Regions from separate parts of the Mus musculus genome. Here region 1 is linked to region 2. The links are chromatin contacts, called in public promoter capture Hi-C maps. All regions are on one chromosome and are shown on one strand. The core of a region is the stretch at or near the end of the contact, and the rest is flanking DNA. Distances in the headings are between cores, read along the strand shown.

Evidence for each region. Promoter capture Hi-C pulls out the DNA fragments that hold promoters and counts their contacts.
Region 1: a contact with region 2 is called in a promoter capture Hi-C map of maxillary cranial neural crest. The contact joins the promoter of Nfyc here to the promoter of Txndc12 in region 2. A contact is called at or near these places in 4 of 39 promoter capture datasets (cranial neural crest, liver, maxillary cranial neural crest and 1 more).

Annotation. Positions count from the first base shown.
Region 1 is chr4:120,823,652-120,829,931 of GRCm38.p6, reverse strand. It overlaps Nfyc (nuclear transcription factor-Y gamma), which reads left to right and starts at 4,191. Exons shown (of 10, transcript NM_008692.4): 1 at 4,191-4,402.
Region 2 is chr4:108,833,030-108,838,944 of GRCm38.p6, reverse strand. It overlaps Txndc12 (thioredoxin domain containing 12 (endoplasmic reticulum)), which reads right to left and starts at 4,267. Exons shown (of 7, transcript NM_025334.3): 1 at 4,089-4,267. The coding sequence starts at 4,179. It overlaps Btf3l4 (basic transcription factor 3-like 4), which reads left to right and starts at 5,305. Exons shown (of 6, transcript NM_027453.3): 1 at 5,305-5,437.

The DNA of each region.
Region 1 (6,280 bases), core at 2,942-5,441, about 12 Mb before region 2:
TTTGAGATGGGAAGATCCATCCTACACCCAGATCTTTTGAGGTGGGAAGATCTACCTTAAATCTAGGCCACACCTTCTGGTGGCATTTTATATAAAGGAAGCTTTTGCTCTCAGCCCATTGTGCCCACTCTTGTCCTTCACTGCTGTCAGAGCCTACTTCTTTGGGATTCAGACATACGCTGAGACCATACGCTGAGACCAGCTGAGGCATCCAGCCTTGTGGACTACTGGAGACAACTATAACTGGACCACAGCTTCTAAGCCAGTATTTATTTTTACACATACATATACCTCTAGAAAATCCTGACTAGTACAACAAATGCAACATGCTAACCATTTCCACATCCCCTTTCTTTCTTTATTAATCAGGGATAAGTCTTTATTCTTTGGAGCGATCGAGTTAACATGGTAATAAGCACAAAGAGAAATGTCTGTGGCTTGTGTAGTTAGAAAGTTTAGAGGTAGGTACATAGAGCCTGATGGTGGGGACTGGAGGACAGCCTAGTCATCTGTCTCCCCGAACCACTTTGTTCCATATGACTCTTTCTCCGGTTTTGTTTCTGTTTTCAATTCATTATGTGGAGGAAAGACATGGCAGCAGGACAGGGAGGCCAGGGGCCAGAAGAAAGAAGCTGGCTGGTCACATTGTTGCATGCTGATCTTTAAATTAAAAAAAAATTATATATATATATATATATATATATATATATATATATATATATATATATGTATACAACCAACTGATAAACCAAACTTCAAAACAAGGCCACTCATACTGAGATTAGGGTTGGAAGTTCAATTCCTTAGGGATTCACACAGGAAAGGCTTTAGAGACAGAGGCACAAAGACCATAGACACCTCACAGCAAGCAAGGACTCCTGTTCATCTATTGTGCTTACTGTATTGTTATCAGTGATAATACTGACCATTAAAACATCAGAATAGTACTGACAAATAGCTACTGTCTCTGTCCTTTTGCTCACTGCCCTCTCATCCCCTGGGAGATAGTAGTCAGAAATCAGCAAGCAAAGGGTTAAGAAGTAGTACAGGCTACTTTTAGGATCCTAAATGGACTCTTTTTTTGTCCCTCCTACTGTTTCTGGTCTGGAGATTGACCCCAGGGTGCTGTGCACAGTGAATACATGTTCTGTTGTAGAACTACGTGATCAGTCCCTTTTTTTTTTTTTTTTTTTTTTTTTTTTTTTGGTTTTTCGAGACAGGGTTTCTCTGTATAGCCCTGGCTGTCCTGGAACTCACTCTGTAGACCAGGCTAGCCTCGAACTCAGAAATCTGCCTGCCTCTGCCTCCTGAGTGCTGGGATTAAAGGTGTGCGCCACCACACCCGGCACATTATTTCTTAAGTAGGTAGTTCTTAAGTAGATATTTTCTCTACTATGTAGACTTGCATTTACTTCAATTCTAAGAGCAACCTAATTTCTAGGCTCTGAAGGGAAGCAGGGTACAGCCCCTGTAAACTGTCCATACTTAATTACAGTATAATCTCTAGTAATTTGGGCTGTTTCTATGCAATTTTTACATTTTTTTAAGTTTCTGTGTAGCAGAACACAGATTTAAAAAAAAAAAAAAAAGATTTAGCCAGGCGTGGTGGCGCACGCCTTTAGTCCCAGCACTTGGGAGGCAGAGGCAGGCGGATTTCTGAGTTCGAGGCCAGCCTGGTCTACAGAGTGAGTTCCAGGACAGCCAGGGCTACACAGAGAAACCCTGTCTTGAAAAACCAAAAAAAAAAAAAAATTATTTATTTATGTATATTAGTACACTGTTGCTGTCTTCAGACACACCAGAAGAGGGCATTAGATCTCATTACAGATGGTTGTGAGCCACCATGTGGTTGCTGGGAATTGAACTCAGGTCCTCTAGAAGAGCAGTCAGTGCTCTTAACCACTGAGCCATCTCTCCAAGTCCCCAATTTTTCATTTTTCAAAAAACATAATTTTCAAACAAATATTTGTAGACTTCTCAAGTTTTTCTTTGTTTACCTAAGTTTCCTTCCCGCCCCTTAACTGTTAGTTAGCAGAGGATTATCTTGATACCCCTTGAGTCTCAGTCACTGATTTCAAGTTATCTGGTTTGGAGGCAAGTGTCTTTACTGGCTAAACCATTTAGTTAATTTGCTTTTGAACTTTTCCTCACCCTGAGACAAGAGTTTCTCTCTGCCCTGTCCTGAAATTCACTATGCAGAGATTCCGACTCTTCTGGAACTCACTCTGTAGACCAGGCTGGCCTTGAACTCAGAAATCTACCTGCCTCTGTCACTGAGTGCTGGGAATAAAGACGTACCACCACTGCCACCCAGCTATTTTGAATTTCTAATCTTTCTAGTCATCTCCTGAGTCTTGGGATTAACTGCATGTTCCACCACACCAGGTTTTATGCCATGGTGGAGACTGAACCAGGGCTTCCATACCAGGCAAACTCACTACCAACTGAACTGCATCCTCAGGCCTGCCTCTCTTTCTTTCTGGAGCAGGAGGTCTTTCCCAGGGCCATAGGCATTTTAATTATTCACTTCACCCTCATCTACACCCACATCTCAGTCAAAATACAATTTCTTATTTGGGGTATCCAGTAAAAACAAAATTCTTTTTTTTTTTTTTTTTTTTTTTGGGCTTTTCGAGACAGAGTTTCGGTTTCTCTGTGTAGCCCTGGCTGTCCTGGAAATCACTTTGTAGACCAGGCTGGCCTCGAACTCAGAAATCCGCTTGCCTCTGCCTCCTGTCTTTTCTCTTTTCTTTTCTTTTCTTTTCTTTTCTTTTCTTTTCTTTTCTTTTTTCTTTTCTTTTCGTGTGTGTGTGTGTGTGTGTGTGTGTGTGTGTGTGTGTGTGCTGGGCATGGTAGTTTATGTCTGTAATCCCAGGACCCCGAGGCTAAGTAAGGAAGATTTAGCTGAGTTTAAGGTCAGTGTGGACTACATAATGAGCACCGGACAACCAGTTATAGACAGGCCTTGTGAAATACTACACTTCCCCATCCCCACCCCCACCTCCCCAAAATGGTTGGCTTCCATATTCAGCCTAAAGTGCCAAGATTAGAGGCATGTATTACCACACCAAGCCATACATATTGTGTTAATGTATTTGCATGGAATGCATTCGCCCATAGAAGGCAACATCTAGATGTCTTCAGTGGAAACTTCACCCTATTTTTTGACACAGGATTTCCCTGCGTAATTCTGGAAGTCCTGGAACTCGACAAGGCTGGCGTTGAACTCACAGACCCTCTTGCTTCCGTCTTCCCAGGTGCTGGAATTTCAGTTCTACCGCGCTGGCCCCAACCTATTTGTATAGACTGGGCCTCCCACTGAACCAGGAGCTTGCTTATTTAGCTAGGCTGGCAGGTTTCTTTTCAAGCCTTTCAGGTATGGGAGACTACTGTGCTAGTGGCTTATGGAGTGTTGGGGGGGCTAATGCAGGTCTTAATGCTTGTAGGAAGCACTTTACTGAGCCACCTCCCAACTCTTTAATTTTTTATGCCAATTTTTAAAAAAAATATTTATTATTTTATGTAAGTACACTGTAGCTGTCTTCTGACACACCAGAGGGCATCAGATGTCATTACGGATGGTTGTAAGCCACCATGTGGTTGCTGGGATTTGAACTCAGGACCTTCAGAAGAGCAGTCAGTGCTCTTAACCACTGAGCCATCTCTCCAGCCCTTTTTATGCCAATTTTAACGTTTTAAAATGTCACCTTTTTGGTTGTTTGGAAATTTTATTTCTTCACTTACTGGTGTGTGTGTGTGTGTGTGTGTGTGTGTGTGTGTGTGTGTGTGTGTGCGCGCGCGCGTCGCACATTAATGATCAGAGTTCAGCTTTCAGGACTCTGTTCTTCTGGTCCATCCTGGGTTCCAAGAATCGAATTCAGGTCGTCCGGTTTGCTGAGCCCCAGGCGGCTTTTTAAATTTTCCATGCCCGCGAAGTTCTTCTCTCCCTACCATTCATTTCCTTGAAGAACAAAACACGGAAAACTATTTCCTAAAACCCAGAAGCGAGCGCATCCTAGCTGAGAGCTTCAAGGATATAGAACGTCCTCGGAGGTCACCGAGAAACGCCTCCCGCGCCCCTGGGAAGGGGCGGGGCCCCAAAAGTCTCCGCTCTCACTATCCCGCTTGGCCAGGCAAGACAATTCTCGCGAGACTTCAGGCACCTCAGCCGCTGCGCACTACGCGTTGCTGGGAGTCGAGGCGCGGAGTGGGGGGAGGGGCAGGGGAGACGGTACAAACGGCGCGGCCGCCATCTTGTTTGCGCCCCCGCTCCGCACGCGCTCCGGTTTTTCGTGACGCACGCTTCCCCCTCCCCTCCGCCGCGCCCGGGCCTCTGCATTGCCCGACGGCGCAGCAGCGCGGGGGCGGCTGCTTTCTTCGCTGGACGCCGGAGTAGAGGCCTGTGAGTGTATGAAAGCTTGGGTGAGGAGGGGAGAGAGAGAGGGGGCGGCCGGCAGTGAGGGCGGTGCTTCCCGCCAATGGCGGAGAGCTCCCTTCCCTCTGCGGCCGCCGCTGCACTTCGGTCGGCTCTGCCGCCGCCATGTTATGTGTTCGCCGGGCCCGCCGCTGTCGTCGCGGCTGCGCTCGCGGGGTCCGTGCGCCTGGGCCCGCGGGCTTTCTCCCATTGGCGGAAGGCGACGGCGGGGGGGCTCGCTCGTGATTGGTCGGCGGCGGGGAGGCCGCGGACCTGGCACCTTATTGGTCACGCCGGCTCCGGCCTGGGGGGTGATGAAGGAATTGGCGGCTGTCGGGATGCTAGCTGCTCAGGCTCTGGCGGCAGGGCGACGGTCCCTCTAATGCCAGCGTGGCGGGGAGTCTCCGGGACGGAGCCGGAGGCCCAGAGGAGAAAGAGAGTGGTAGCCTGGCGTGTGGCCTGCAACGGGGAGGGGTCACTACTAATACCAGAGGCACGGTCAACTACAAGATGGGGTGTGCAAGCCCCTGCTTTGTAAACACGGAACAGAAGTGTCTTCGAGACCTAGGGGTGCTAGACTTGGAAATTGATCCAGCTTGGGAATGACCCTGAGTAGAAGTCTGAGTGCATGGTATGGAAGTAGTGGGAGTGAGGACCAGAAGGACAGAATCGGATTAGGGAGCCTGCTGTAAGAATTTGGGTTTTGAAACCCGGAGGATTAGTGTAGAACTCCAGACTCCATTCTGGGTTCTGAAATGGAGAGTGGGAAACAGGTAAACAGCCGGATCCCACTGGACAGGTGTATCAACTTTTAGAGGCTGAATGCCATTTTAACATTACATTAAGTAGAATCAGAAAGTCAGCTGTAGAATGTATTTGCATAATTGGGAAGTTGGGGGTTACAGGATTTGGGATCATGCTAGTTTTGAGATGTTATATATGAAATTTTCACTGGTCTAAGAAGAATATAGGATCAGAGCTTTGTGCTTGCTAGACAAACATTCTACCAACTGAGTTACCCCACTTCCCCCTTAAAATTGATCTCTCTTAACTTTCAGTTCAGAGGGCAGGTGAGACAAACTCAGGAGTAATAGACCTTGTTTCGCGTGCTTACCTGGGTGTATGAGTATATTTTACAGTCACACAGATATTGGCAGTGCCATCCTCATTCTGTGAGGGAACAAGCAAGAGTTTGTAAGTTGCTGGAGTCAGGTGTACTGTCCTTGTTGTGGGAGCAGCCGTGCAGATTAGGGTGAGAGGGTTGCTTGAGCCCAGGAATTTGAGGTCAGCCTGTAAGATGTGAGACTCTAAAAGGAAGACAAAACCACGAGGAATTTGGTTAAGTTCACAGCTAGTAAGTGACAGCCCAGATCCAGACACAGATGGGATTCTCCATCCTTACACTGCTTTTAGAGTTCCCACTTCATATCCTTCCTTCTCCTCCTCTTCTCTGTCTTCCTCTTCCCTCTTTACTCTTTCTTTACCTTTTTTCTTTTGAGGCAAGTTCTCCTGTAGTCCAGGCTACTCTTGCTTGCTCTGTATGTAGCTGGTAATGACCTTTCACTCCAGATTCTTCTAGATCCACATCCTAACTGATGAGATTTCCCAGAGAGTCCCACCACTCTGGGATCTTGGAGCTCTTAATTCTTTTTTATTTTGAAATTTTTATTACATTTTAATTTATTATGTACATGTGAGTGTGTGAGCCATAGTATTCTGGAGGTCAGAGGACAGCTTGTAGGTATGTTCATTCCCTCCTTCCATCATGTGAAATCCATGGGAGGAATTCCAGTCCTCAGGCTTTGTGGCAAGAGCTCTTACCAGGTGAGCTACCATGCCAACCTGGAGCTTATTTTATTTTCCTTT
Region 2 (5,915 bases), core at 3,018-5,517:
TTTTAAAATGTGTTTACAGGTATTAATTTATATATCCTCAGAATAACCTTATGATATGCTAATTCTATCCTTCCTCCTTAAAGATAAGGAAACTAAAGTTAAAGAGTTTGCCTAGGGTTACATTGCCCCTGAGAGGCAGAGCTGGAATGGAGGTGGTTACTCTATAGTTAAACCATTCCCTACAGTTGGCTAGCTCACTAACAATGGTTAAAGATGAATGGATGAAGGAATGGACCTTGAGAACACTGACTTCAGCTACAGAACACCCACAGGGGATGGGGAATTGCTTTGTTTTTGCTTCTCCCTTTCCTCTTGAAAGATGACTTAGACAGGTAGTTTTAAGCAGCTATTCTCTTGGCCATGGCAGCACGGAGCCTCTGCAGACAGTGCAGTTTCCTAAGGTGTCATCTGCAAGGCAGTTCATGCCAGCCATCTGCAAAGGAAGCTAAAGGTTCCCAAATCAACAGCTCTTTTTCCCCACCGAAGACGATGTTTAAAACAGGAAAAGCCAGTTCTAAACACAGTATTTATGTTGGTGTCCAAGCTCTTCTTCCTAGATTGTTTTAAAGACAACAGAAAAAACCCCCAGGCTCCAGCTGGTGAAACCTAAATAAGGAAAGGTCAGATGTCAGAGCTGGCAGCCAGGCCTGAGTTAGGCAACACTGTACCTGGAAGGTAGAGTAACAGTGTAGCCAAGTGATGTCTCCATCAGAAGGCAGCCTTTCTACCATCTGCGCAAATGTTAAATATAGCTAACAAAAATATCTGTCTCATGAAGTGACTGTGGCTGTAAACGGGACATGGAGCGTAAGTGTTACTGTGCCAGCTTTGAATTCCAGAGACTGAAGTCATCTATTTCTATTACAGGCGGGAGAACACATGAATGGCCTCTTTCTAGATTCTGCATTGGAGGCCAGAGTGGTGCACTGGGTAAAGACATGGGCTGGGGATTCATCTTCCTGCCCTCGACTTACTAGTTAACTTCTAATGTTTCATTTTAAATTCTTCATCTGTGAAATGGGATGATAATAAAAATATTACCCACCTCATAGTTACTATGTATGAAAAAAATACGCAGGCAGATCAATGCCTGGAAGCTAGCAGAGAGGAAGTAAATGCTAGCAACCACACTTCTTTCCAGGTGATAGAGCTAAGTTTCTAGTCTACTGAGAATAATGAGCGTGTTTTTGGACACTGGAATGTTAGAGCTGCGAGGCCCTTAGGACACATTCCTAGTTCACTCTCACTTAATAAATGGTCACTAGGGAAGACCACTGCTGGCTAAATGGCCTGTCCAAGATTAAAATCTAGGCCTAATAATTCCAGTCTAGTGCACACTATTCCACACCAGCGTGCTTCCTCTTCATAATGAAAACTGTTGGGGAGGGTAGGGAGGGTTACTCATTGTTTCCTCTCTGCAAACCACCAAGGAATCTTCTAGAAAGAGCTGGAGAAGCTCTTTAGACATTTTGGAAGAAACAACACTCATCAAAATTTTCAGGACTTCCTGCCTCAGGTAGTACTTTTTACTTTTTTTAGGTGGGGTGAGTATATTTCTTATGTCCAAAGAATCTATACATAAACAATACACAAGACAAATACTTGAGATAATATTAATTCCTTTTAGAAACAAGCAAGTATTCCTCAATGGTGGAAATAATAACAATATTTCACTTACTCGATCTTTTTCAAGTGTGTGACACTTCACGCGTCTTTTGCTTTTTCATTCAATTATCACAAACTAGCTCTTCCACTTGGGTTCCCTGGAACTCACAGAGATCCGATCGCCTGCTTCTACCTCCAGTCCCGGGATTCAAGGCTTCAATATATTTTGGAGTTGTTTATTAGGCAATGATGCTAATTGAATAACACAGTATTTACTGCCTGACAAAGAAATGAGACTCACACAACACTTCATAATGTTATATGCATTCAACAGTCGATTGAGCAGGGTTTGTTATGTGTTGAGTGTCTGGGGTAACAATCACACCCATTTTGCAGCTGAGGAACAGAGGCATGAGAGAGATTAAGCTACTTGTCACAGGCATCTCGTCTGGTCACTGGCAGAACACATTGAAACTCAGCTCTGCATACACCCTAGCACTCCAGTCTCCCTCTGTATATACAGTTCTATTCTAAATACACAGCGGCCTGTTTTACAATAGGATCATCAGTATTTGGAACATTTTGACTTAATAGGACCCATTGTGCAGTTTTCAGCACTTCCTTCATAGGCAGAAACCCACATATCACCTTAGAAAAACTTCTTTCTCAAAAGAAAAAAGAAAAGAAAGAAAAAGCTTTGCCAGGCATGGTGGCACACACCTTTAATCCTAGCACTCAGGAGGCAGAGGCAGACGGATTTCTGAGTTCGAAGCCAGCCTGGTCTACAGAGTGAGTTCCAGGACAACCTGGGCTGCAGAGAAACCCTGTCTCTCACCCCCCCCCCAAAAAAAAAGTAAGAAAGAAAGAAAAGAAAAGCTTTTTCTCACCCTCCTAATTCAGGTAGATGCCAGCGCCCTTACCCTCCTCAGTCTGTACTTCCCAATCTACCACAGTATTATATAAGCTGAAATTCTTTTATTAATCTGTCGTAGATCTATCCTATTGCACTCTCTGACTTAAATATACACCCAGTGAAAGCAAGAACCTTGTTTGTTCTCTTCATTGTCATGTCTCTAGTACCCGAGTCAATGATCAAAACATGGCTGATGATCGAAAATCAATACTGAACTGAGGTGACTCATTGAATTTCCACTCAGTCTCAATGCCCACCAATGAATGTAAAGATAAAGAGCTCTAAAAACAAACAGCTGGGCAGTGATGGCGCACGCCTTTAATCCCAGCACTCGGGAGGCAGAGGCAGGAGGATTTCTGAGTTCCAGGCCAGCCTGGTCTACAGAGTGAGTTCCAGGACAGCCAGGGCTATAGAGAAACCCTGTCTCAAAAAACCAACCAAACAAACAAACAAATAGGGGCTGGGACCAGAAAAGAACCTGCTGCTCTTCAGTGGACTCAAGTTCAGTTCCCATGTTAGAGGCAGATCACAACTGCCTGCACCTCCACCTCCAGGGGGACTGACACCCTTTTCTGGCCTCCTTGGGCCACACATTTACCTAAACACACACACGCGCACACACACAGGGCTCCTCTAGCCTAAATGGTGAACTCAAATTCAATGAGGCTGTTTCATAAGGTGGAGAACAAGCAGAAGAGGAAAACACCCAATATCCTCTTATGGCCTAGTCATGTGTACCAGAAAACAGGCGGGCAGACACCACACTGAAGCACACACACACCACCAGCATCAGAAAAATCCCATACAGTAAAGGTCATAACACAAACCATCCAAAGCAGGGCTGGAATCCATTTATAACTCAACCAGTTAGTCAATTCAGCTGCCAAAACAAACAAACAAAAAACCCAACTGATGAGAAGGTGTTCAAGTTTAGAAATAGGGCTGGTAATACACGGAGTTGGGGGTCCTTACTTCCTAACCTTCATTGATAACCACTGATCCATCGCTCTAAAGAAATCAGTTTCTTCCAACACACTAGCTGAGCCACACCAAAACCAACTGTTGGTGACCTAGCAAAAGGTCTACCTTTCATTTGCTCTTTTTTCTGCATCTCTTGGGGGAATAGGGAACCGGGTCTTGGGGGTACGGGGGAACGTGGTGAGGAATCTTCAGACTCAAGCGACCACTACAGGTCACCAGCGACCCTTTTTCTTCTGGCGGAAAGGTGACGGTTCCTGAGGGCTTCCCAAGCGACCTATTTCTTCTGGCGGGAAGGTGACGGTTCCTGGAGGCGTCCCAAGCGCCTAACATGACACATGAATGGACTCTTAAACAACCTAGTCCTAATTTAAGGGCCATATCTTCTCAATCCCAAGAATTAAGAGCGCCCTCAAGTACAACTTCCTTCTCTTAAACCCTCTCCCGGACCTGGTACTCCTGACCCCGAGAAATCCACAAAAGCAGTTGGGGAAGATAAAAAGGAATCTAAAGTGGCCTAAGATACAGTGAGAAAATAAAGTGTTAAGAAGGCCCGGGGTCCGTAAAGATTACGGTAAGAATGAGGTCTGACCCTTTCCAAGCCCAGTGCGTCCGTCTGAAGAAGTGATGAGGAGCAGGAAACTGAAGCTCAGCAAACAGGTGGCCCCGAAACGAAGCGACATCTCCACGGTGGTAGTTGCACAGAGCCACCGGATTGAGGGAACAGGATTTCCAGCAGAAGCTCCGCTCTGCCCCCTTATCGCCGTTCAGCCCAACCCCTCGGATTCCCAGATTTTTTTTTTTTTTTTTTTTTCCTAGCCAAACACTGAAGGAAGTGATGTTAGACGGATGTGGGCGGTGCCTCGAGGGTCCGCTTTGGAATGGAGTAAGTTTAAAGGTGCAGATCACGTAGAAGGATGTGGGAGTACATCTCGAGTTTGCTTTCCCTAAGTCCTTGATATCCAGGCTTAAAGAAACAGCCGGATGAGGTGGCCCGAATTGGTGAGGGCTGGGGAAAGGTTCAGGAAAACCGTTGTTAATTACGTCTGACCTCTAGCCTAGCCCCTCCCTCCAATGGACCACTACACTAAATATTCAAAATGCAAATTATTATCTTTGAGATCAGCCTATCACAACAGAGGGCTTGGAATTTCCCGCCCCCTCGCACAAGTTAAAAATACTGGACAACAGCATTTCATTGTTAGATTTCTGTTTGGGATTCCAAAGAGACTCGGTAAGCCCGTTTCGCTGTGCACGCGTCTGTGTCTTGCAGGCAAGCACTTTGGAGAAGCGCTGGACCCTTCCCCCCACCCCCACTCGCATTCGCAGGACTTCCACTCAGGCATGATGCAACCAACTGACATAAGGTCCAAGAAAACCATGCTTGGGGCCTTTTATTGCACAACTGAAGAGGTAGTCCGAGGGAACTGGGACATAAGTCATCTCAAGCACGTAAAGTGTAAAGCTTCTTTCCGTTAAGTCTGTTGCTTTTTGTATTGGGTCGAGTTACTACCTAACAAGTCAACTGCCGACTTTCCCTCCTGATGAGAGTCCATTAGAGCTCAATGCTTAGTGAAGGACATCCAAGGTGTACAACCCGAACTAGACCCCACACCACCCTTCTGTTAAATCCAAGACAAAAGGTAAGCGCAGACACAATGGGACGCCAAGGGGACCGCCGCCTCCTCCAGGAAGCAGCCCGGCCGCCAATCAGAATAGTGAGGTGCGCGAGGCATGCTGGGCTTTGTAGTCGGGAGGCAGGCGCGCAGTTGCCGTACCCACCCCCACCCCGCCTCCCTCCCGCGGTCGAGGCGGGGCCGTGCGTCACGTGGGCCTCTCCCGCCGCCGCCGCCGCTGCCGCCGCGGTCTTTCTCTGTCTCAGCTGAGGCAGCCATCTTGCTCTTGCCGCGTGCTGGTGTTGGAGGACCCTCCCCGCTGCAGGTGAGACCCCCGGCGGGCCCGCCACCCCACGGCCTCCGGCCGCTGCGCACGGTCTCCCCCCGCCCTCCCCTCTCGACACCCGCCGTCCGCTCCGGCTGCCACTTCCGCCGTGGCGCGGCGAGTGGGGGCGGAGGCGGCCGGCCGGGCCTGTCGGTTACGGGCGGCGCAGCTGGGGGTCGGCACCTGAGGGAAGGTCCCCAGCACCACCGCCCGCTGTGGAGGAGCCGGGCCCGGGCTCTGGCCGCTCAGGTCCAGACCCAGGAGGGTAGAACCCTCCTCGTCCATCACTCATTATTCACAACAACAGTGTCAGACGCTTTGAGCAGCAGATCTGTTGTCATCTCTTTTGCTCCTCCCAAACTGAGGTTAGCACCCGGCCACCAAGCTCTTGGGGCCGAACTAGGTTGCAGCGCTCTTCACTTTGTAATAGAAGTGCTTGTTTACAAGTCTCTCTTAATTTTGAGACAGTTACCTATCC